2 separate regions of the Mus musculus genome follow, and region 2 is linked to region 1. Evidence: chromatin contacts called from public Hi-C data. All regions are on one chromosome and are shown on one strand. Each heading gives the region's core, a stretch centred on a gene start, on an enhancer-like site or on the middle of the called end of the contact. The rest is flanking DNA. Distances are from core to core; before and after follow the strand shown. Region 1 overlaps Ggt7 (gamma-glutamyltransferase 7). Region 2 overlaps Myh7b (myosin, heavy chain 7B, cardiac muscle, beta).

Region 1 (5,315 bases), core at 1,754-4,253:
GAATACCTCAGAACAGTTCCATGAGCACCTTGAGCTCCTGACACACAGCAGGCTCATGTTTGGACAGGTGATGAGCTAACTCTGGAATTAGAATCCTATGAGTTCAGCCTCAGTGATGCCAGCCCTCAACTGTGGGATGCTGGGAAATCACTTAGCCTCTCTTGAGCCTTAGTATCCTCCTCTGTGAAGTGGATCACAATAACTAATATCACAGAGTCCTTACTTAGTACTAGGCACTGTGGTGTATGTGTGTGTGTGTGTGTGTATGGTGTGTGTGATATGTATGTTTCTGGGGGGGTGTCTGTGTGTGTGTGATGTGTATGTATGTGTGGTGTGTGTGTGTGTGTGAGGTGTGTCTATGTGTGTGAGATGTGTTTGTGATAAGTGTGTTTGTGTGTGTATGTTAGCCCCTTTAACTCCCCCAGCATTGGGCGGGATGATTGTTTCGATTTTACAGGTAAGGAAGCAACCTTAGGGAGGTTAAGGAGTTGGCTCAGTTCATTCAGCTATTGCATTTGGTAGGAAGTTAAGTTCCTGAGTCTATCCAGCCCCTAACCACTGAGATGAAACGACCCAGTTTGTCCTCTAAACCATCCTGTTAACCCCACCTCATCCAAAGAGAAGGGAAGGTGGCCCTGGGCTAGACTACAGAAGTCTAATGTTAGCCCTTTTCCTTAAACTCTGGAAGGGAGTCACGGTCTCTCTCTGGCCCTCAGAGTCCTCCTCTGTAAAGTGGGGACAGCTACTGTAGGTCATCTGTTTCCAGGGCCGTTGCAAGACTTAGATGATCTACTCAGTCAGTGTGAGCGTTGTAAAGACTAGAAGTTTTGGACGGAGGGTGAGAGCTGTGGACAGAGGGTGAGAGCTGTGGAGTCTTGAGTCATCGTTTCTAGGGCAGCTCTGATGCTTTTGCTCCTTGCCTGCCCACAGGTTCTACTGAATGTCCTGACCTTGAACAGGAACCTGAGTGACAGCCTGGCCCGAGGACGCCTCCACCCAGACCTGCAGTCCAACCTCCTGCAGGTTGACAGTGAGTGCAGAACAGGCTCCCATAGGATGGGCACAGGGATGGATGGAGAAGGGCTCTTCCCAAGGTTTTCCTGCCCTGACCAGCATTAGCTTCCTTCTTGATAAGGTTTTGGTAGGGTCAGTGTAAGATCTGGGGATTGGAACTGTCTTGGCATTCCCTGACCTTCTAGTGTTAGGAAATCCATGTCTCAACCCTCAAGGCTTCGTTTTCTCCTTTATAAAATGAGATACAGCTATCTTTTTGGCAAACTTCCATTCATCAGTCTATGATGAACACCTACTATGTGCCAAGCATCATTCCAGCTGTGGGGGTATACTACACTTCTAGGCAGTCAGGAAAAATACTCAGAGACATAAAAGACAGAGAAAGAAAATTTTGACCACAGCATCAGAGCAGGATGCTGTAATGGAACCTACAGGGGCAGGAAGCTTCTCTTTGGTGACATTGAAGCTGAGATCTGAAGAGTGACAAAGCACTGCGCGCACCACCCCCCCCTGCACACCCCCCACAACGAAACTGGGGCAGAGCTTTGTAGACTAAGAGAACAGGTACCAAGAACTTGGAGCAAGTTCAGTTTCATGTTTTTGAGAAATAAAAAGAGGCCAGGGTGGGTGAGGAGACATTGAGATTAGAAAGGAGAGCAGGGACAGGATCATGGACCTCAGGGCTTGATGGTGAGGAGGCAGAGTTTTCCCTAACAACAAAGCTTCATTTTGAAGATGAAGACACTCATGGCTTCACAGTGGAGGTGGTGACTGGATGGGCCTTGAATTAGGAGTGGGTATTTGGCATGTAGTGATAGCAGACTTTCTGGGCAGGAGGGACAATCTGTGAAAGACCCAGAAAGAATGGCATTGGAGACCAGCTGTTTCCTGAGGTTACCTGGCACCTTTGTGACTTTATGCCACCACTCCATCACTCTGTATATCTACAGATACACTTCTTCCTGAACCAACCACAGTCTCACAAATATAAATTTAATTTTTACAGTGTACTGGCCTTCTATAAACACCGGGAAGCAATCACAAATAAGGCAGCCTGACATTTAAAGACCTTAAATTAAGGAGAGATACAGTCCATCAATAGAAACAGTAGTGAATTATTTGGGGGCGGGGTAGGGGAAAGCAGGGTTTGCTGGTGCATGTCTTTAATCCCAGCACTCAAGAGGTAGAAGCAGGCACATCTCTGTGAGTTCATGTCCAGCCTGGTCTACAGAGAACTTCCAGGCCACAATGAGACACTCTCTCAAACAAACAAAACAGAACAGAACAAACAGAATAGAATAGCAGGATATGACTAGGAATGAAGTCAGTTGGTAGGTGCTTGCTCAGAACGAGGCACTAGGTTCTACCCAAGTACAATAAAAACTTGACCTAGTGGTGCTTGCCCTTGGACAGTGGAGGTAGGAGGACCAGAAGTTCAAGGTCATCTTTGGCTACCTAGGGACATAGTGAGTCTGAGGTCAGCCATGGCTACATAAGACTCCCATTTCAAAAAGAAGAGAAAGGGGAAAGAAAGCAGGATAATCCTGACAGAGACTGATATTCTAGATGTTGGGGAAAGTCTCAAAGATGTGCCTTTGACCAAGAACAGGAATGACGTAAAGGAGCCAACTGTGTGACCATCAAGGGGAAAGCATTCTAAACTGAAACAATATTGGGTACAAAGGCCTGTCCTGGAGAGACAGTAAGGTTGCCAGTGTGGCTGGAGAGACAGAGAGGATTCCAGTAAGGCCAGAACAGTTAAGCAAAGTGGAGACCAGAAGGAACTCAGGAGAAGACTTTAGAAAGGGACTGGCGGGCCCTAGAGGCTTAGGTGGGCCCTAGGGGCTTAGGTGGACGTTGACTTTTATTTTACGACCTGTCAGAGCTGTTGGAGGGTTTTGAGTGGGAGAAGAGCCCCTTTGGCTCCTGTGTAGAGCTAAAAAGAAGGCAGGGCTGGGTGAGCATTAAGTAGGCCATGCAGTAATCCTCATGGGTAATGATGACCACTTAGCAATAGCGCCCAGGCCTCCTGCCATTTTAAGAATGCCTGCTTAGGCTGAGCGGTGGTGGTGCATGCCTTTAATCCCAGCACTTAGGAGGCAGAGGCAGGAGGATCTCTGTGAGTTTGAGGCCAAACTGATCTACAGAGTGAGTTCCAGGACAGCCAGGGCTACTTATAGAGAGACCCTGTCTCGAAAAACAAAAACACAAAACAAACCAAGAATGACTACTTATTGTTACCACTGACTGATTATAAGGCTCCAAGCTCAGTGCTTCCTATGCATTATCTCCTTTAAGCCCTTTATGGACATAAACAACTTTATATAGTAAGTTCTCTGCAATCCCCCCACTCTGTGCATGAGGACACTGAGGCTCAGGGAAGTAAAGCAATTTATGCAAAGTCATGCAGTTCCTGCTGTTGAAACAGCTAAGACCATTACTCAGATCTGATAGTAAGGTCCCTGAGTCAGCACTCTAACGCATGTATGCTGCGGGGATGGTTTGCAGGTGAGTTCACTGAGGAAGAGATTGAGTTCCTGGAAGCCAGGGGTCACCACGTGGAGAAGGTAGATGTCTTATCCTGGGTCCACGGCAGTCGGAGAACCAACACCTTCATCATCGGTGTGAAGGACCCTCGGAGCCCGGATGCAGCTGGAGCCACCATCCTGTAGAGCATTGGGCTGGGCGGGATCTCTGCTCCCCGCCTTTGCATGTTCCCAGAGTCCCTCTTTCTCCCAGGTTTGGTCTCAGGGGGACCCCATGGATGCCTCAGATTAGGGGCCAAAGGGGATGCTTAGCAAACCCTATCCCAGAGTAACTGGAAAATTCTCCAACTGGAGGCCTTTGGTGGGAATGATGACATCAGTGTCCATGACCAGGCAGGCAGGACCTTGAGGAGTCAGATTGTCTGTCTCCTCTCCTCTTTCAGCCATGCTATCCTTGAGCTTAGGGATGTGCTTGCAAACCCTTCTCAAGGGTCTCACTATCCCAACACCTTCAGACTGGTCTGACCTAGGCCTTGTCTTCCAGCTCCCTTTTCCTGTATCTGGCCCCATTTCTTAAGTGACTAGGATTTTTTAAAAAATTGGCCATTATGGGGAGAGGTAATCCTCGCCTTCCACCAGGTTGAGGCAGGGGCCTTGCATTTGAAGGTCCCCAGGCAGCCACACAGGGGTGGGGTGGGTATCAGCTCAGGGGCTTCCATTTGCAATGGGGAATTAAAGAAAGAATATTGCTTAACCCTGACTCTGGCTTGATTTCTGTTTAACTGATGTAATAATTGCTTTCTAATCGCCCTGATAGAATCCCTGGCAAGGTGTGACATAAGAGAGAAAAGATTTGCATTGGCTTGCAGTTTAAGAGGAGCTGGTCCATCAGGCAGGGGTGGCTTGGTGACAAAACAGCTCCTAGCTATGGCCGGGGAGCTTGCTCACACCAGGGCAGATCAGGAGGCAGAGACAACATCAGTAGTTAAACCTCAAGCCTTATTCTCCAGACAGCCTCTTCCCTCCCGCAGCTAGGCCTCACCTCCAGGGGTTCTATAAACTCCAAAAATGTCAAGATATGCCCAGCTAGAGACCAAGAATCCAACCATGGTGTTGGAAGTAGGAGGAAGAGACGATACGTTGGCTCACCCCATCTTAAAAGACTCCTGGACAACCTGGAATCAACTTTGTAGGGATTTTGTTGCCAAAACTATACTAGCAATTACAAATAATAACTCTTATTGTAGATACTATTAAGTGCACTTAAGGCTTAGCACTTGATGAAGATAATCTTCCCTAATCTTTGTCACAAAGCTCCTGAGACAGATGAATTATGGTGAAATATGGGCAAAAAGTTGTTTAAAGGACTTGTCCAAAGTTTCTTACCTGGTAAATAGAAGAACCTGGGTTCAGACTCAGGATGTCTGACTCTACAACTTGTGTTCTTCACCACTTTCACATCTATTGGGTGAGTTCTTTGGTAAGAATAATGGTTCACATGACAAGTACCTTTCATATGTAATGTTATTTGTACATGCTGTGTTATTTTCTACTATCGTGACAAAACACCATGGCTAAAACAGCTTAAAAAGAAAGACTTTAATTGGGCTCAAGGCTCCAGAGTGTTAGAGTCTTTGATGGTGATGTGCCAACTGAGGGCTGAAAGAGCAGCTGTGAGCTCACATCTTGATTTGCAGAGAGACAGAGAGAGTACTGGGAATGCAACCCCAGTGACACCATTCTTCCAACAAGGCTACCCTTAATCCTTCCCATTCAGTTCCACCAACTGGAGACTAACTATTCAAACATAGGAAC
Region 2 (5,315 bases), core at 2,056-4,555, 140 kb before region 1:
TTTCTGGTTCAGGAGGCCTGTGTTCTGGGGGAGAGTAGAGCCTCAGCTGGCCTGCAGGGCTCTGCCCCCTACCCCATCCTTGTAACATCTTTGGCGCATCCCCCACCTGCGAATGCAGTAGGTTGAGGCGCTCGGTGGCCTCCAGCAGCTCCTGCTCAGCCAGCCTCCGGCTGCGCTCGCCCTGTTCCAGGGCAGCCCGAAGCTCTTCCAGCTCAGCCGCCAGCAGTGCAGCCCTGCGCTCGAGGGCTTGACCCTGCTCACGGAGCTCGGCAGCCAGCCTCTGCTCCTCATCTCGCCCTGCTTGTTCCTCCTTGAGTTGAGCCTGCAGCAGCCTCGTGGCTGCCTGTGCCTCCATGGCCTGGCGGGTTGCGTGGCCCAGCTGTAGCTCCAGGTCGTTGAGGTCCCCCTCCATCTTCTTCTTGAGGCGCAGTGCTTCATTGCGGGCCCTTGTCTCTGCATCCAGGGAGGCCTGCAGGGATTCCACAGCCCGCTGGTGGTTGCGCCTGTAAGGAGGTGGATGAAGGACCGGCTTGGCCCACAGGAATGGAGTAGGTCAGGCATTAACCTGTGCCATGCTCAAGGACCCACAGACTTGGGAACCCACTTGGGGAGCAAATGAATTGCCTGTTTACAATTCCCTGGTGACTTGCAAAAAAAAAAAGTTCATTCACTGGAGACCAAGAAGGGCGTGGACTGAACTCTTAACCCTGAGCATCCTGTGGAGGACCACCTCTGGAATGGGAACACTCTAGTCCTGTGGCAGGGACAGCTAGTCTGTCCTGTGTGCCATCATAAGCACCACAAGACTGCTTTCCAGAGACCTCAGGTTAGTACACTCCTCGTCCTTCTCCGCCAGCTTCCGGTCCACCTCTGCCTTGACCTGGGACAACTCCAACTGGATCCGTAGAGTCTTTGTCTCTTCCAACTCCAGTGCCCCCTAGAGATGTTGATCAAGCAGTGGCAGTGAGGGGCCTCGGCACGTATTTGAGGAGCAACGAAGCTAGGGAGCCATGGAGCAGAGTCTACCCACCCGTGACCAGCCCTGACCTCAGCCTCCTCCAGTGCAGCTTGCAGCTCACTCTTCTCCCCTTCCAGCGCCTTCTTGGCCTTCTCCAGTTCCTGGATGCTCTTCCCGCTGAGGCTGACCTGGTCTGTAAGGTCACTGATCTCCTCTGCAGGGTGAACAGAGCACTGAGGACTCGCCCCCCACCTCTGCTCTGAGCCAGCTCCCTTCCTTCACCCCAAGTCCAGGGTGATCGAGCCTTCAGTGCTCTGGGCCAACGGCCCTACCCTGCAGATTCTTGTTCTCCCGCTTGAGTGTCTCCAGAGCCTCAAGCGCTTCCTCGTGGCTATGTCGCAGTCGAAAGAGCTCTGTCCCCAGACCTCGAGCCTCCCTCTGTGCCGCCTCGAGTTCCCGCTGCATCTCCTCCTCCTGCCGCCTCCGCTCCTCCAGCGCCCGCTCCAAGTGCCGCTGCTTCTTATCCAGGGCTGCGGCGGCCGAGGTGGCCCGCTCCAGCTCCAAGGTCACATCCTCCGACTCTGTCTGCAGCCGCAGCTTGGCCTTCTCCAGTGAGGAGCATTTGGCATTTGCGGCCTCTACGCCTTCTTCTGCCTCTTGCAGCCGCAGGGCCAGCTTCTTCCTGGACCGCAGACCAGGCAGGGTGGCTTATGTACCAAAGGAGCCTGGGGAAAGGACGCCAGAATCCCCACCACCACACAGGGGGCACAGGCCAGAGTCCCCCTTGGATCGTGGTCTAGGTGCCAGCTACTCACTTGGCCTCCTCCAGCTCCTCCGTCCTTTGGATGGCATCTGCTTCATACTTGCTCCGCCACTGGGCCACCTCCGCGTTGGCTTTGGACAGCAGCCGCTGCAGCTCAGCCTGAGCCTCAGACTCTTCCTCGTGCTGCTCTCGGAGGAGGTCGCAGTCGTGCCGCAGGGCCTGCACTGCATGAGCCAGCGCACCCTTGGCCTGCAGGGACAGCAGTGGCCTCGCCATCAATCCAAGCTAATGGCCCCAGCGCCCACCTCCGCCCCACGGTTGCCAATTCCTGCCCACCTTGCTTTCTTCCTCCAGCTGCCGCCGAAGTTCCTCCAGACTCTGCGCTGCTGAGGTCTTCCCGCGGCTCAGCTGGCTGATCATGGACTCCTTCTCCTCCAGCAGGCGGCCCAGCTCCCCTGCAGGCGAAGGGGCCAGCAGGCCCACAGTCGGTCGAGGCGCAGCACCTAACCCCTACCTGGCATAGCTCAGCGAAACCCGGGCCTCACCATTCTCCGTTTGTAACCGCCCCCGCTGGGTGCTGGCGTCGGCCAGCTGTCGCTGCAGCTCCTCCACTTTGATTTTGGCCTCGCTCAGCTGGTCCTCATAGGTCCGACACAGCTTTTCCGCACTGGCCTGGAACCCAGAGTCAGAGATCGAGACAAGTTTGTGCATCCAAGGGGGATCCAGGGGCTGCCAGGCAAGAGACTGGGACTGGGACCTAGAACACTAGGTATGAGACCAGACTCGAGTTCCAGGTTCAGGGTCTGGGTTCCTACTGTGGGCACAAATTGGGAGTCTCGGGACCCATCCCAGGGTCAGTGAGTCAGTATTAGGAACTAGATCTGGGAACAGGTGTCAGGATTTTGGGGTGGGGGTGGGGGCGTCCAAAATTGGGACAAGAAGAGTGTTAGGGCAGGTGCTAAGTCTGAATTCAGGAGTCAAGAGCTGGGGTCACACTCCTGTTGGAAGGGCTGAGGTTTGGGTGGGAACCAGAGCAACCCAAGCCAAGGAATGAAAGTGAGCACTCGGGGTTAGAGGTCAGGACTGCTGCGGAGCTGGGGGTTAGACATCAGGTTAAACATCCAGGGGTCAGGAGGTCATTGCGGCGGAGTATTGTCATGAAGTGACCAGAGCATTGGGGAAGGGGGGTCGGGGGGGGATAGGGTCAGTGTAGAGTCAAAACTGATTTCGAGGCGGGAAGGAGGCAGACCTTGCCACGGGCCAGAGTTTCCACGCTGGCGCCCAGATCGTCCACCTCCATGCGCAGCTCGCTCTTCTCCTTTTCCAGTTTCTGCCGGATGCGCTGCAGGCTGTCCACCTGCTCGCTCAGCTCTGCAGCGCTATCGGCCTGCTTGCGGCGCAGGGCAGCCACAGTGGCCTCGTGCCTCAGAACTGCCTCCTCCAGCTCCCGCCGCAGCCGGCCCAACTCAGCCTCACGCTTGCGGCAACCCTCACGCTGCCCCGCGGAAGCTCCGCCAGCCTCCTCCAGCCTCTCGCTCAGCTCCTCCAGCTCCCGCGCTGCCTCGGCTCGCTGCTTTTCCACGCGGGCGCGGGCTGCTCGCTCCGCCTCCAGCTCCTCCTCCAGCTCCTCGGCCCTAGCCTAAGGAGATGGTACCGACTCCATGAGCCCCTGAACCAGGCCTGGTCCACCCAGGGCATCCCCCACGGCCACAATGCCCACCTGCAGCTCCTTGATCTTCTTCTGCAGCTGCACCCCCACGAGCTGCTCATCCTCCACCCGCAGGTTCAGCTGACTCAGCTCCGAATCCTTCCTGGGAGTGCATGGCGGGGTGAGCCAGCCCTGGCCCTACCTGCTATCCACCTGTCTGCCCCTGTGAGGTCCTAAGGAGCCTCGATCCTGCGCCTCTGCTGTACATAGCTCTGATCCAGAGAGGGCAGGACGTGACCTCCGCCCTGGTATCCTCCCCACAGCAACGGGGCTGAGAAGGAGGGCCCATCAGGCCCAGAGACCCTGCCTACCCCACACCTACTTCTTCAACTTCTCCTCCAACTGCTGCTTGTCTTGTGTTGTGTCTGTCACCGTCTCCTGCGTCAGCTTCAAGTCTCCTTCAAGTTTGCGCTTGGCGCGTTCTGTGTCCATGCGCAGCTTCTTCTCTTGCTCCAGGGAGCACTCCAGCTGTGGGGTAGAGTAGGGCTCAGCTTCCAGCAAGCCAGTGTAACTGTCGCCGCCCTGAGGGTCCCCCAAGGGACTCCAACTCACATCCTCCACTTGCTGTTCCAACCGGATCTTGGCCTTGGCCAGTGCGCTCACACGGTCCTCCTCAGCCTGCAGGTCACCCAGAGCCTGCTGGTGAGCCTCCTGCAATGCCTTCTTCTCCTTAGTCAGGCGGACCACGGCTTCATCCAGTGCCGCCATCTCTTCTGTCAGGTTCTTCACCTGTGTCAAGGCCCGATTTCACTGTGAGGACAGTGCTCCCCCTAGGCTGGTCTGAGCAGCCACCCCTTCCAGCTACAGGATGCAGGCAGGCCGCTATACTGAGCCTCCACCATTCCTGCCTACAGGTTTGACCTCCTCCTTGAGCTGGGTAAAGGTTCATACCCAAGCATACATAGCTCAGAGTAAAAGACTAGTGGGTGGCAGCCATTTACAATAGCAACAGGTATTCTGAGAGCTGTGTCCTAGCCGCGGCCTTATATTTGGCACCCATAAGAACCTAAACAGCCTCGTTTCCTCTTCTGTGTAAAAGTCAATACTCACAACGCTGGCAACCACGGCTCTCGGTGATAGGATTCTCAGTTCGGGCAAGCTGCCCTCCCCCCAACAAGCTTTTCAATCCAGGACCGATGATCATTGCAAGCCTTTACTAAGCACCTTCTGTGTGCAAGGTCCTGTAGTATGTGCTTAGCAAAGGCTACTTACATCCAAATCCTTAGTCACCCTAATAATGTAAGTGCTGGTACCCCCACTTGACGGACCAGAAAACGGAGGTTCTTAAGAGGCTCTGTGGCCTGACTCGGGCTACATGGCAGGTACCCATGCAGAGCGGGGTTTTAGGGAGGAACCCTGCAGTTGCCTAACACCAAAACTGGCCCCCAGCTCAGGCCCTTCCCACACCTTGTTCTCTGTGGCTTGTTTCTCTTTCTCGGCCTTGGCCAGCGTCAGCTCCAGGTCATCGATGTCTTTCTTGAGCTCCGTGCACTCGTCCTCCAGCTTGCGCCTGCGGGCGGCCAGGTCCGCGTTCACTTCCTCCTCGTCCTCCAGCCGCTCGCTCAGCTCCTTCACCTTCGCCTCCAGCTGCACCTTGGACTTGATCAGCAAGTGGCAGCGCTCCTCTGCATCTGCGAGGTTGTCCTGCTCCTGAAAGGATGCGGTGGGGAGACAGTTAAAGAGCGGTCGGCAGGAGGCCAGGGCCAGCCCTGGGGAAGAAAGGCCATTTGACCATGCAAAGGCAACTCCAGTGAGGCACATGCTGGCAATTCAACTCGATAGACGAGGAGCTGGCGCACCTACACTCTGCTGGGCTCTGGGGACTGTTGCAGGGGACACAGAGACAGAAATGGCACTGTGAAAAATTAACATTAGCCACAACATAT

What was found. A called contact is a pair of places that touch in the nucleus more often than the background predicts.
Region 2: a contact with region 1 is called in a Hi-C map of the G1E-ER4 cell line, with 3 times the contacts expected there. The contact joins two enhancer-like sites. A contact is called at or near these places in 14 of 39 promoter capture datasets (the 3T3-L1 cell line, the C10 cell line, the HPC-7 cell line and 10 more), 3 of 15 datasets of contacts at CTCF or cohesin (the G1E-ER4 cell line, pro-B cells and stem cell-derived epiblast-like cells), 55 of 484 Hi-C or Micro-C datasets (B cells, CD4 T cells, CD4 single positive thymocytes and 32 more), 20 of 115 datasets of contacts at active chromatin or transcription factors (the HL-1 cell line, the HPC-7 cell line, PVALB interneurons and 12 more) and 3 of 9 other capture datasets (adipose tissue, liver and pancreatic islet).

The regions. Positions count from the first base shown.
Region 1 is chr2:155,489,324-155,494,638 of GRCm38.p6, reverse strand. Ggt7 (gamma-glutamyltransferase 7) reads left to right here. Exons shown (of 15, transcript NM_144786.2): 14 at 931-1,030; 15 at 3,523-4,259. The coding sequence ends at 3,686. Among named protein-coding and RNA genes, the nearest start is that of Ggt7, 23 kb to the left of the region's middle. Within about 2 kb of position 3,003, at least 2 of the 459 cell types and tissues checked have an H3K27ac peak or open chromatin away from gene starts, as enhancers often do. A contact at or near this core is called in the G1E-ER4 cell line, where this site is marked.
Region 2 is chr2:155,627,336-155,632,650 of GRCm38.p6, reverse strand. It overlaps Myh7b (myosin, heavy chain 7B, cardiac muscle, beta), which reads right to left. Exons shown (of 42, transcript NM_001085378.2): 25 at 4,837-5,079; 26 at 3,982-4,158; 27 at 3,752-3,897; 28 at 3,442-3,532; 29 at 2,971-3,360; 30 at 2,267-2,393; 31 at 2,058-2,176; 32 at 1,774-1,970; 33 at 1,291-1,640; 34 at 1,048-1,172; 35 at 822-937; 36 at 107-503; 37 at 1-24. Among named protein-coding and RNA genes, the nearest start is that of Mir499, 7.1 kb to the right of the region's middle. Within about 2 kb of position 3,305, at least 91 of the 459 cell types and tissues checked have an H3K27ac peak or open chromatin away from gene starts, as enhancers often do. A contact at or near this core is called in the G1E-ER4 cell line, where this site is marked.